2 separate regions of the Mus musculus genome follow, and region 2 is linked to region 1. The links are chromatin contacts, called in public promoter capture Hi-C maps. All regions are on one chromosome and are shown on one strand. The core of a region is the stretch at or near the end of the contact, and the rest is flanking DNA. Distances in the headings are between cores, read along the strand shown. Region 1 holds the start of Ube2f (ubiquitin-conjugating enzyme E2F (putative)). Region 2 holds the start of Pask (PAS domain containing serine/threonine kinase).

Region 1 (6,673 bases), core at 2,940-5,439:
TCCCATTCAACAGACTACTGCATCCATCCATCCCAAGGAGCCTCCACACAAGCTTCATTTGTTACAGGTATAAACACAGCTCCCATGGCTGATGATTACCTTTAACAAGCAACTTGTCTCTCACAGAAACCCTCCGGGTAGAGTCAGATGTGGAGGCTGATGTCCGGGATCCTTTGAGACCATCATCCCGCTTCAACTTGCTTGCCAGCGTTAGCATTCCTGCCACCTTTCTTCTGGAAGACAGGCAAGAGCAGGGTTAAGGGCCATGTCTCCAGACACTAGACAAGAGAAATATACAGGTGTTTTTACTTTAGGGTCTCTAAAATTAGTTTTTAAAAAGTCTCCATATATTAACAAAACTAGATTTCTTCATAGGAATCTGAGTAAGTGATGTGATTCTTTTAAGTTTAGGGGAGCCGTAAGTTTCATACTCACTAGGTACAGTATATGCTAGTTCAATCACAAGCAAGCCCCACCCGGTCCCATGCTTCCCAACAGGCACTCATTCACTAACCCCACTGGTTTCAAATGAGCTGAGTCCCCACAACAACAGGGCCAGGTGTGGCCTGGGTGTACAAGTCTCTAGGGCAGAAGGGACATATGATGCTTGCTTTCCTTCTCCCTCAGAGGAAAAGGAAAGTAGAAATTAGAGCAAATTAGAATACCCCAAACTGGACTCTTCCCGGGTTGCTTCCAGACCGTGTGAGTTTCAGGCTCTCAGGCTGTAACCTCCCTGGGAAGGACAGCAAAATAGAAAGGCAGGTGAGGTAATGCTCCCGGCTGCCTGCAAAAAGGACTGCTACTCACCCTGTAAGCCTTCAACTGTTTATTCTAACAGCAGCATTAGAGCAACAGAGCTGTTGGGCAGAAGGTACAGGCACTTCCCATGCACTGTTCTCTCCATTCTCATTATCAGCATTCCCTACAAGGTTTTATTTGTTCTAACTGATGGGCCCTAGTGAAGGCATTATCACTCAAAGTACAATTTACATTAGGATGTCAGCAATCCCTACCTCCACAATCTGCCTTCTGCTTTTATTACACACCTCCATCAGTCAGACACTCCTCATACCAACACTCCAGCAAGAGTAAATAGTTCAATATTTATATAATTTCTTTTCTTGTTTTAAAAGCATTTCCTTTACATACAGATCTGATAATTTCTCAAACAAAATTTAAAACTTACAGATGAAAAGTTTTACCTGAGAGGTCAAACTTGAGGCTAATACCATGAACACAAGAATATTCCTCTCTTCAGAATTAAAAAAAAAAAACCCTCAAATGCAACTCTTCTGTCTAGTTTCTCATGCCACCTTCTGTACACAGTATCCCTAGGGAAGGGTAGATTTCACTTTGTACCACATATCACAAAAACAAGAAAGTGAATATGATCTTCCAAACTATACATGACCCTGCCACACTAAGGACTCGTTACACTGGGCACAGTGGCACACACCTATAACATCAGTATTTGGTGGGGGTGGGGGGCCGCTAAGGAAGGAGGACTGGGCTACAAAGTCTAGCCTGGGCTACAAAGGAAGATCATGTATCAAAAAAGCAAAATAACAAAACCAAAAAAGTAGCACTTGTCTAAATGCACCAAATAATTCTTATATTGCATGTTAGTATGCATAAGCTCACAGTACTGAAATCTGGGAAAGATTCCTAACACTAATACACACAGGCAGGCAGGCATGAACACACTCACACCCTGGAACAGGCCTGGAGGGTGAATGTCCAAGACACAAGAAGCACTCACCACAAAAAAAAAAAAAAACCAAAAACAAAACAAAACTAGTTTTCCTTTAGATGTGTTGTAAGTATGGTCATGGCGTAGCCTATACGAAACACTGATCAGTCATGAAGTGATGGGGCATTCAGTCCTACTCTATAGTGGCTTCTCCTCAGGGGCATCTATATGAAAAGATGAGCCTAGTCAGAACACAAGCATCCTCAAGTCTTCACTAAGTCACTTCCCCCAAAGGGGCTTCAGCCCACAAGCTATCAAAACAGCAGAACATATGTAACAATGCTTTCCTGTCTTGGTTGCCACCTAGAATGATCCTGTCAGAAATTCCTCAAACAGGATCATGAGGTAGTGCTTTCTACCTTGGCCAAGTCTAAGTCCACTGTTACATGCTCAGACCTTGGGACATCAGGGGTGTCTGACAATGGTCCAAGATAACAACCCGACGTACCACTGGGACAGAGGTGTATGTTCCACATGAGGGCCATCAGGTTTTCACCTTTGATATCAGTAAGGCAGATGGTGAAAAGGAAAACGGAAAGGCATTCAGAGTTTGGCAGGCAGTCCCCTAGTGGTCACAACAGAGCTGCTCCTCACCCTATGGACCTGCACTGTGCTGCTCAGACCTGCCATGGCTGCCCACCGGCTCTCTTAATGCTCTCCACTGCTCTTCTACACTGGGCTTTATCGGAGGCAGAGGATGGGCGTACCCTGCTCTACTCTTCGAGGTGTAGATCCTAGCTTGTAATCTTCAGTAAGCTGTAGGCTTTTCCAATAGAACATGTTGTGCAAAGACTGTGCAGAGTAGAAAACAACACGAGTGGTGTCTCCACAGAAAACCCAACACGCATATTCTAAGGCAGGTAAGACTAGAGTATCCACCTATTTTTCTATCATCTGTATCACTTTCACTAGCATGGGAGGGAATAAACCAAAGTCTCCATTTGGAAATGTCCCCACAATCAGAAAATTAAATCTCCACAAAGGGATCAAACAAAAAAAAAATTACTCAAACTATCAAAAGGGTAGAAGCTGCCTCAGAATTCTCGTTCCCTCCTCAACACGTCCCACCTCTGGAAAACCCCACTTTGACCCAAACTTCCCTTTGCTCGAAAATCACACTGTGACTAAGGCAGTATTTTGGGAACCGATCAGCTATTCTGAACAGCATGCTCAGTTTCCAACTCCACAAGTTGTATTTGGCCCAGTTAGTTCCTCCTCTGGGTGGGACCAACTTTTAGGGCATCCAAAGAGGACTGCAACTTGTTATTTACCAGTCTCATCAAGTCATGTTTATTCAGCATTCCTATGTGCTGTGCTGAAATCAGGCTGGTGTGACCTATGCAGGGCCAGTTGGCTCACAGTGAGGCTAACTCCTCACTGACAGCTCCAATCTAAGCCATTTAAGAGAACTAGGGGCCACTAGGGCCGTTTAACCTTCCAAGCTGAAAGAAACAGATCGGGACTTAAACCGTACAGCATGAGTGTCCAAGGGTATCTAACCTGCCAGGCTTACTGACTGACCACTTCTGGAGCTCATCTTTGATTTTGGGTACTGAATATCAAGTTAATTTTGTCCAGGTACTCCTGTTAATTCTGTTCCTGAAGCTCCCCACAATCACTATCCTTAATTTCCTATGACTCTGCCTACTGCCCAGCTCCCCACATTCGGCCCAAACAGCTAGGAAGCCTCGGCACCAGGCCCAGCCACCTCACTGTTTTTCAACACCACCCTGCTCATTTCTGGAACCTTCGGTTCAATCTGATAACCAGGTCTTGGGATGCCCTCTTTCCCTTCACCGCCAAGCCCGACTAGGTTCTTAAGGAGAGCAGATTTTTACCCACAGGCCAAGAGCCCCTCCGGGAAGCCTTCCCCAGCAACTCCAACCCACCGGCAGCGCCGAGGAGTGGGTCCAATGCCCACCGGAGACGGAGGAAACTGAGCCGGCCGAGGAGAAGGCCACACCCCGGGTGACACGCCGCGGAACCGGGTCAGGGACCGAACCGGGCCAGGCGGGCCGGCCGCCCCTCCTCCCCGCCGTCGCCGTGGCGGGCCGCGTCCACCTCCCGCTTCCCTTCAGGGGCAGCGGCCTCCCCGCCGCGGCCTCGGCCTCGGCCTCCCGGACGGCCCGAGCTCCGCACCGTGACCTTGCGGGCGGCGGCACGGGGTCCGCCTCGGCCCGGCCCTCTAGAGCCGCCGGGGCTCGCTGCCCGCCCAGCGCTTCCCGTCAGCCGCCGACCTCGCGGTCCGGCCTGGCGCTCGGCGACAGGAGCCTCGGCCTCAGTCCAGCCCGCGCGACCAGCTTACCTGAGCACCGCGAGTCAGGCGAGGCGAGCCGGCACCCAAAACCATGCCCGGCGGAGCAGCGGCACTGAGTCGCGCTGGCCTTCACAGCCGCACCGGCTCCCGGCGGCGAGACCGGAAGTGGCGGGGCGGGGACTGCGCCGTGACCGCAGTGGGCACTTTAAAAAAAAAATTCAAAGCTACAAAAGAACTTTATTGGCAGCTCCACTCGTGGACAGTCACAGGACATACACAGGTCAACTAGTCGGCCCTCGTTCATTGGTGAAGAGCACGGCCTGAGGGTGGGCCATGTGTCAAGACCTTTGCTGATTGGTCACCGAAGCGCAAGCATCCCCGACCGCCTAGCGGCCTTCCGGTTTGTTTCCATTCATTTAGCGGCTTGCTTCCCTAGGAATATCGTACTAGTGCAGTGCCTGCTGGTGGAGCTAAGTTCCTGTGCCCGGCACCATTCCTGAACGCAAAGAATCCGACCGGTTTGCAGCTGCGTTAAGGCCATGGGATAGTTAGAGGTGGCTGCTGGGTGTGAGGACACTCTTCCTGCTCCTTATTTTTTTAATTTCTCATATTCCTATATGCACTTTTAAAAATCTACTTCAGGCCGGGAGTTCCGGCGCATACCTCAGTCCCGGCGCTCAGAGACAAGAGGAAGGCCTGGTCTACATAGTGAATTCCAGGACAGCCAGAGATATGTAGAGAGACCCTACCTCCTGAGGCCTTGGGGTTCCATGTGCAGCATCCTACTTGCAGCTCGTGTGGTATGCATTCTCAGTCCCTGTGGGACTGGAGATAGCCTACTTTGGGAGAGAATTCGGCAAGACTCCTAGAGAGGTAGGGCCTTGGAAAGAGGATATTTTCTGTGGAAAAGAACAAGGAGCGTCAGGTTTCCAGTGATTTTCTTAGCAATTCTGGGGAATGAATCTCAGGAGGTCTCACATGCAAAGCACTACCTTTGAGCTACCCGCCCCCTCCCCCCGCCTCCCCCCCCCCCCCGTCTCCCCCCTCCCCCCACACCCTAGACCCTAAGATTTCTTTTGAAATGAGGCACTTGGGTTCAGGGAGTAAAGCGTTTGTCAGCATGAGGACCTGTTTCCAAACTCGGGAAGATGTGAGGCAGAGGAGTCCTCAGATTAGGACCAAGTACCCTGACTTCCATTGAGGGGAAGAGATCCCCCGCAGAGCTGGGTTGCACATAGGAGTTGGAGGCCAGCCTAGATAACATAGAGTTCCAAACAAGCCAAGGTTACTCAATGAGATCCTGTAAACACAAACAAACAAAAAAGTGGAAGAAAGTTATCCTTTGACCACCCCATGTGGCACATGGCTACACACGCTCAAGCTTCCATCAGATACACACTCCTGCACAGATAGAAAGGGTAAAAGGCAGCCAGGCCTAGTGGTACACGGCTTTAATTCTAGCATTTGGGGAAGCAGAGGCAGACCTGCCAGACTGGTCTACATAGTGAATTCCTGGGCAACCTGAGCTACATAGTGAGATCCTGTCTCAATAAACAAACAAATAAGGCTTTTGATCTAAGGGAGGTTGCAAACACAGAAGAGATGGTACTGGTATTAATCAGCGTCCTCTAGAGTCACAGAGCTTATGGAATGTCTCTCTATATTAAGGGATTTTCATTGTGATCCAGATCAGAAACTTGTGTCTTCCAGCCTTAACATCTGGATCACGGGTGTGTCCTCCAATTTTGATTGTAGTTCATTCCAGATATAGTCAAGTTGATAACCAGGAATAGCCATTATAGTACTCAAGTGAACTCTTTATGACAAGCTGCCTCATTCTTTCAGGAAAACACCTTTGCTCAGCTAACGCTTGTCTTGTTTTCCTAAGCTTAAACAGCACTTTCTTACGGCTCCTCACCCCGGCACCCCCTCTTGCTCTCCCCGCTCTTCTTTGGACCCATGGCAGGTGTTCAGAACCAGTGTTATTGGGCAAGTACTGCATGAGTTTGTGCAAAGTTCTGGTGAGAAAAGATAAGGGCTTGAAGAGGCAGATACAGCTGGAACAGCTGAACCAATACGCCTGACTCTCAACATTGCAAAGAGATGAGTCACTTCTAGGTCCATTTCATAAGGGAGCCTCATGTGTTCACCTAAGACTTACCAAGAGCCTACTGGTTTATATAGTCCTCACAACAGCCCTAGTTAACAGTTTTCTGTTAGCTCCAGCTTTCAGGAAGCACAGAAGTATTTTGCCCAGCATGACTGAACTTGAATGTGAATCCAGCCCATCTGTCTCTGGCATTCAGTCCCAGAGACAGGCTACTAATGAACAGCAAGGAAAGAGACAAATGACTCTTAGAGACAGATTGAATGGATCTCTGTGGGTTCAAGGGCAGTCTGGTCTACAGAGTGAGTTCCAGGACATCAAGGGGGGTACACAGAGAAACCCTGTCTCAAAACAAAACAAGCAAAGAAACAAACAAAACAAATAAGAAACCAAAAAAGCAAGCAAACAAACAAAAAAACCCAAAGCAACAATGTCAACAACCCCATCAGCAGCAGCATAACAGCCATGCCACCTTTCACAGTTTAGCTCTCTCACTCTCTCACACAGTTTAGTGAAGGACTTCTGTTTCTTAGGGGTGGGGAGTGACTAGCAGACTGCT
Region 2 (6,673 bases), core at 1,987-4,486, 2.1 Mb before region 1:
TGAATGTCTTCTACATCCAATAGTATTTAAGATACAGAGACAGTAACTGGGAGGCCACATGGAGACAATTAACATGCCATCCTTCCCCTCTGAGAACTTGTAAAGAGTTGACAAGTGTCAACTGAAATCTGGATCATCTACAATGGGAAACACTAATGACACCAGATACAGAAGTACCTTCCAAGAGGCTCTCACATCTGATGTGATGACCCTTCTCACATCTCACTGTGACCCTTCTGCCACATACCTTCATTGATGTCTCACTATCCATTTGGCCAAGATAAATGGTTAAATTTTCAGGCCCACATTCCAAAAGAAATCAAGACTAGCTAAGATGAGACTGTGGGCAGAGTGAATGAAAACAAGAATGTCTCAAAAAATGGCAGAAGCCCCAGGTAAACTGCTGGTGTTAAATAACCACAGGATAGAGTTAATCATGCAAAGTTTTTTGGAGTAAATAAAACAGATTTTGAGTTATGAACAAAGCAACAATGAAACATGGCTCTGGCAAATGATCTTCCTTTCTAAACCTCAATATTCCCCTCTGTAGACCAGAGTTAGTAGAGTACCTTCTCCTGTCAGGACCAAATAAGAAAGGACACAAGAGTAGCTCATGTGTATGACACGGAGAAGAATGTATGAGTTACCAAGAGGCACTTTACAGTCTGTGATCTAGAGTTAGGAAAACTAGGTTCTGTGTTACAGTCTCTGTATCTCCCCCTGTGCCTCTATCCTCAGGGCAGTAGAGAGGTTCCAGAGCCTGCGACACTGTGCAAGAATGTGACTACAAGGCTCTAGGTAGAATAGGCTAGCAAAAGGCAATGAAATCTATCAAGACGAGGAAGGTTTGAGTTAAGGCATTAGCAGTGATAGAGAAGGTGGCAAAACATGCTCAGCCTGGTCTACACAGGCCAGCCACGGAAATGGCAAGAACCTGTCTTAAAAGACAAAAGAAAGGCATTACAACGACAAATCCAACCCAACCCAAACCAAGCCACACAAAAACGCCACAAAAAAAAAAAAAAAAAAAAAAAAAAAAAAAAAAACTCCAAAAAGACATAGGCCATAGAAACCTAAGTGTCAGCTGGTAATGACATGTGTGGGGGTGGACGAGAGAAACAGCTTGGCTTGTGTATTTGCCCTTTAGTGAGGAAGGAGGGGAGAGGTGTATTGGAGGAGGAAAGAGGGGGCTAGGAAGAAACATTTCCTCCTTAAGAAAGATTCAAAGGTTAGAAACAAAAGACCTCTAGCACGACTCCTTCAAGTCTCTCTAAGAGCGTTCCTTGTTGGCTCTTCTCAACCCCCATTGCATGACTGCTAATTTAGGTCACCTTTCCATACTCCTTTGCTTCTGACTGGTTTTCCTTTCTCCAGAATGATACTGGTCCTCCCCACTGGACCCCAGTCTGGATGACATCTAGTGAGTTTTCAGGGCCCATCTCAGGGCAGCCCCACTGCTCTCAAACTCACTGGTCTTTTCTTCCACATCTCTGCCCCTTGCTCTGCAACCTTCTTCCCTAGTACTCCTCCCAGAAAAGTGAGTGACCTTCCAAAAGTGAATAATCCTCACCAAAATAGTGGAGTCTTTCAAAGACATTTAAGATTTGCCTAATGCTACAATGGGTAGGGTTAAGTACATGTACATATGTACAAGTCTGTTCGTATACACTAACACACATATATGCACGCATGTAATGACCATGTATCTACACAACTGTATACAAAAGCATGCACACGTGTAACATATATGTATGTTACATATGTATATGACATAATCCAACACAAGGAAAAAAAGGAAGAAAGTTGAATATAGACTAGACTGCATGCCTAGAAAACAAGACAACGCCTTGTAAACTCAATTTCCGGAGCTCCTTTTTATCCATCTCTCTGCCACAACCCATTCGCTTCAAAGCAGACTTTTCCATTCATGCCGCGTGAACAAACTGGACTTCGTAGATTCCCCACGCCTGAAGCCTCAGTTTCCCAGTGAGCTGACGGAGGACGGTTCCCTGCCCCCTCGCCTGTCAACTTCGGAGCTTTAAGACTAGGTTCCTATAGCCACGGCTTCCTTGCCAATCTCCCTGGGCGGGCTCGCGCCACGTTTTTCCCCAGGGTCTTGTCTTTCTGGCCGCTACCGCCCTCGGGACGGGACTCCCGGGCTCCGAGCCTCCCTGGCTGTCCAGCCATATTGGCAGCTGTCAGAGCTCTGTGGCTGTGGCCGGAGGCTGGAGGCCGAATTCCGATCCCGCAAGAGGCCGTGACCGCCCAGCCCGAAGCTCGCCGCTCCCCGGTCACCCACAGGGGCCGCTCACCCTCCATCATCTCCTGCGACTGTTGCTGCCCCGCGCCGCGCTCTGCCGCCATATTGGCTGCTCTTTCCCTTTCCGGAATCTGTCGCCTTAGGCCATGGGCCAATCAGGATTCCAGGTCCAATAGGCCAGCCAATGGAACAAAGTATAGAAGCGCGAGCTGACAATGCTTGCGCGGGCGCAGTGTTTCATGGGGATTGTAGTTCCCACAGGCTCCGGCTCCACCTGGGTTAGGGGTTTGATGAATGAGTAGAGTCTAGGCGAGCACGAAGAAAGCAGACATCCCGGAAAGTCTTTAGGCAGCATGGGAGACACTTCAAGCTTGCGGATTCGCTCAAGTCACTATGCCAACTTCGGAGGCGTAGAGGTACTGCGGACAGGAGAGTTCTACAGGCCACAGGTGAAGCCGACTAGACTTGCACCCCCGACTTCGGGAGCCTCACTTCACGGTGAGCCGGTAGGCGAGGGAAACCAGTTTATTCTGCGCCTGCGTGCTGATACACTGGTGCCACAGGCCACCTTTAGGGGATGCTTGGAGAAGGCGGGAGGGGCCGCGGTCCGGTCCTGGGGCTCACGTTTGCGGCCTCCAGCCCACGGCGAGCCACTGTGTCGTCCGCTTCTCACTGTCCTCGCCTTGGAAAGGTGGCCGTCGTAAGAAGGGCTGCACGTCGCTCACCGTCCTCGGTTCTCCCGTAAGAGTAAACTGCAGTCACTTGGAGTGGGGCGTGGAGGGGGGGGAAAGGCGCGAAGAAATCGGGTCTTTTGGCTCCTCCGAGGCTCTGTAGTGGGTGTCCGGTGCGTCCCTAGCAACTGTTTGCGCGCGCTCAGCTGCTTGCTTTCACTGAGGTCCGCCCATCAGGGTGTCTGGTTGGTTCTTGGTCCCTTGTTATGCTGCCTAAGTCGTTCTGCGATTGGTCGGTGGGCCAGAAGCGCGCGGATCTTCACGTTGTGAATCCGACTGAGACTTGCGCCAGCCTGGGGTGAGACACCAGCCTTCGAAAAACCTCCGGGTGGCGGCGAGTGTTAGTTACGCATTGTCGTGGAGTGGCTCTGGCCCTTTCCTCGCGCGCCCGCACTCCCTCCGCCCAGCCCCGGCCCCAGAGTGGTGGCGGGTTCTGGCCGTTTGACCCGCGCTCAAGAGCCGCCAGCGCCCGAAAGCCTCTGATTGAACTGGAAGCTTTGCTTTAAGGTTAGACTAGCGGGCCAGTGAGCTCTGGGGAGTCACTTATCTTCACCCCCTAATTTCGGGATTACAGTTATGTGTAGCCACGTCTGGCTTTTTATGTGGTTAAAGATTTAAACGCAAGTCCTCATGCTTGCATAGAAAAAAACTTTTAACAAAGGGAGCCGCCCAGTTCCTGTAATTACTTTTAAGATAAAAATTTGTAGCATTAACAATTTAGTTTGAAGAATGGTATTTTTTATATAAATTAAGATCTCATATCAATATATTCTGAGGTCATACAAGGTCTAAAAAAACAGTAAGGTTTTGTGACTTTGGCAGTGTATTTAGAAGCCATAATTACATGTCCTAACTTTGTCAATAGGTTGGTTTTAAAAGTAGAAAAACCACGGTATGATCGTATCATTGTTTGCTGTAACAGTAATTAGTGCATTTAGATACCTAGAGAAGATGCCTGTACATCTTTCACATTAAAACACTCTACTTGAAAACTGCTATCTAACACCTACTCATCTTTATTTTGTTTGAGTCTGGTGGTGTCACATATAGCCTTGAACACTGTCGCTACTCATCTCTTATTTCATAATGAGTTGTTGCTTTTTAGGATCACATACTGAGTGCATGTGCCTGTGTATGTAATATGCAGAATAGTGAAGGCAAATAGTCATACTTTATCAGTCAGTGGTGGAAGGTTTGCCCAATAGGTGACTAGCTCTGGGTTTAATACCCACCTTCACACAAAAATACCAATTGTCAGGCTGATGGTGTCTTCCTCTCTTCCCAGCACTTCCAACGACTCTGGAGACCTTGCCTCAAAAACAAAACAAAACAAAAAACAAAACAAACCCCAAAAGGAAACAAAGCCCTACAGTTTGGGCCCAGCATTATGGCTCAGTGGGTAAAGGCACTTGCTGCCAAGGTCTGACAATTTTGGACCCACATGGGTAGAAAGAGAGAAGTGACTCCTGAAAGTTGTTTTCTGTCATCCATGGTTGTGCTTTCTCTCTTTCTCTTTCTCTCTCTCTCTCACACACACACTCCCACAATGTAATAAAAATGCATGAAAAAGTCATGCATTATAATGAAAATAAAATGAGGTTGTAAGATGGCTCAGCAGTTAAAAGCTGTTGCAGTTTTATAGAAGACCTGGGTTCTGTTCCTAGCACCTACATGGTGGTGTCTGTAACTTCCGTTTCAGGGCATCTGGTGGCCTCTTCTGAGTTCTTCAGGCTCCTGCATGCACACAGTGCCCATACATACACAGGCACATGCATGTGCTTACACACACACATACACATATTAAAACAAACACATTTAAACCCATTAACTAACTTAGGAAGTAAGAGACTGTGTCATTTTGCCTCTTAAGTTTAGTGCTCTACCAGACTCCAGGGAATTGTCTGCCTGAAGTATGGGTCTTCAGTCTTGTTGGACTCTTATCCTGTATATTGTATTTTTTAAGCAGTGTATTTAGATTTTATATATATATATATTAATTTAATATATATATATATATATATATATATATATATATATATATATATAAAAGGAATCTTGCTGCAGATAACCTTTTGTATTTTGAAGGTTTTTACTCTATACTGCTAGGATTGGTTCTTGTACACAATTCCTTTGTTCTTACTGATGATTGTATCAGAGCTTTCTTCTTGATGAGTATTTAAATTGTTTTTTCTTTTGGACTGTTTTCCCTCTTTCCTTCCTTCTCTCTTCTTCTTGCCTCCCTGGCTTTCTACCTGTCTAGTTTCCTAGCCTTTACTGTTTTGAACCGTGCTGGCCTGGAATGATCCTTGTGCATCTTAGTATTTATGTGTGTGGATTTCTGTAGACTGGTCCCTGCAGTGTAGCCTCTCTGGAAGGTGGCTTTTCTTTTCAGTTGGTTTGAAGAGAGTGTATTTAATAACTTTGAACCTGTATTTCACGTTCTTTGCTTCTGAGATTACTAGAACATAATGGTTTTATAGAGTTGGGGTCACAGTGGCTCTTCTAGAGTCCCTGACTGTTTTGGGGTTGTAGGATAGCTCACCTCTGATTTAAGTTCATGTCGCTTTTACCTTTTGGAAGTTCTCCTCCTTCACATGTCTCGGAGCTATACAGAATGACATTCCTGGTGAGCACTGGTTGTTACAAAGCACATGGATTGCCCAGACCGTGGTCCTAGCTGTGGCTTTTTCTTATTTGCAGGACCAAAATACACTTACTTATATTTGAATTTTGTGGTTATTCTGTGCGTCTACGGTTTGTGTGAGTGTGTCTGTCTGTATGTCTGTGTGTACACTGTTGTAAGTAGGTGCACAAAGGGATGTCAGAGAAAACTTTCTGGAGTTGGCTTCCCTTTCTATCTTTACATAGTTTCCGGGGGATTAAGCTTAGGTTATCAGGCTTCCATGGCAAGCACATCTACCTGCTGAACCATCTTGCTGGCCCTGGCAGTTTCTTTTCATTTCTGTTTTTAAATTCACCCAGAAATAATCTTTGTATATAGGAGAACATAGGATGCAATTTCCTCCAAATTATTTAGCTATTTAAAACTACAGATCATAGATAATAAGCATTTAGTCTTGCTTTGAATCTGCTCATCCCCCCCCCTTTCTTCCCCCCGAGACAGGGTTTCTCTGTGTAACCTTGGCTGTCCTGGAACTCACTCTGTAGACTAGGCTGGCCTCAAACTCAGAAATCTGCCTGCCTCTTCCTACCAAGTGCTGGGATTAAAGGTGTGAGCCACCACTGCCCGGCTAACTTGGCTCTTGAAATTCTGCAGGAGTGCTGCGGGGTGTGAGTTACTGTTATCTTCATGTACAAGACATTGAAGGCCATGTTATTCAGTCAGTGCTGGGGGACCTTATGGATTTCCCATGTATGTCAGGTTTATATTTCTTGGTCTGCTTCTGAAATTGTCTGTGTCCTGTTGCCCATTTATTTACTTTGTGTAGCTTCATGGCATGTTATAATATCAGCATTTTGTTCTTTCTGTGTAAGGGGCCCTGTCCTGCTGTATTCAGGAGCTATTGACTATGGCCTATGAGTATCTATCAGGCACTTCACTGGGATCTACTTGTAGACAACTATCTTGTTCTTTTTTGACACAAGGAATCCCTGGCCATCCTTGAGCTGTATAACTGAGGATGGTCTTGTATTTCTGATCCATTTGCTCCACCTCTCAAGT

Evidence for each region. Promoter capture Hi-C pulls out the DNA fragments that hold promoters and counts their contacts.
Region 2: a promoter capture Hi-C map of pre-B cells shows a contact between it and region 1, with 4 times the contacts expected there. The contact joins the promoter of Pask here to the promoter of Ube2f in region 1. A contact is called at or near these places in 3 of 39 promoter capture datasets (liver, neutrophils and pre-B cells) and 1 of 9 other capture datasets (liver).

What each region holds. Positions count from the first base shown.
Region 1 is chr1:91,247,820-91,254,492 of GRCm38.p6, reverse strand. It overlaps Ube2f (ubiquitin-conjugating enzyme E2F (putative)), which reads right to left and starts at 4,189. Exons shown (of 10, transcript NM_026454.4): 1 at 4,056-4,189; 2 at 100-233. The coding sequence starts at 217.
Region 2 is chr1:93,339,351-93,346,023 of GRCm38.p6, reverse strand. It overlaps Pask (PAS domain containing serine/threonine kinase), which reads left to right and starts at 3,236. Exons shown (of 18, transcript NM_080850.2): 1 at 3,236-3,498. It overlaps Ppp1r7 (protein phosphatase 1, regulatory subunit 7), which reads right to left and starts at 2,396. Exons shown (of 10, transcript NM_023200.3): 1 at 2,313-2,396. The coding sequence starts at 2,364.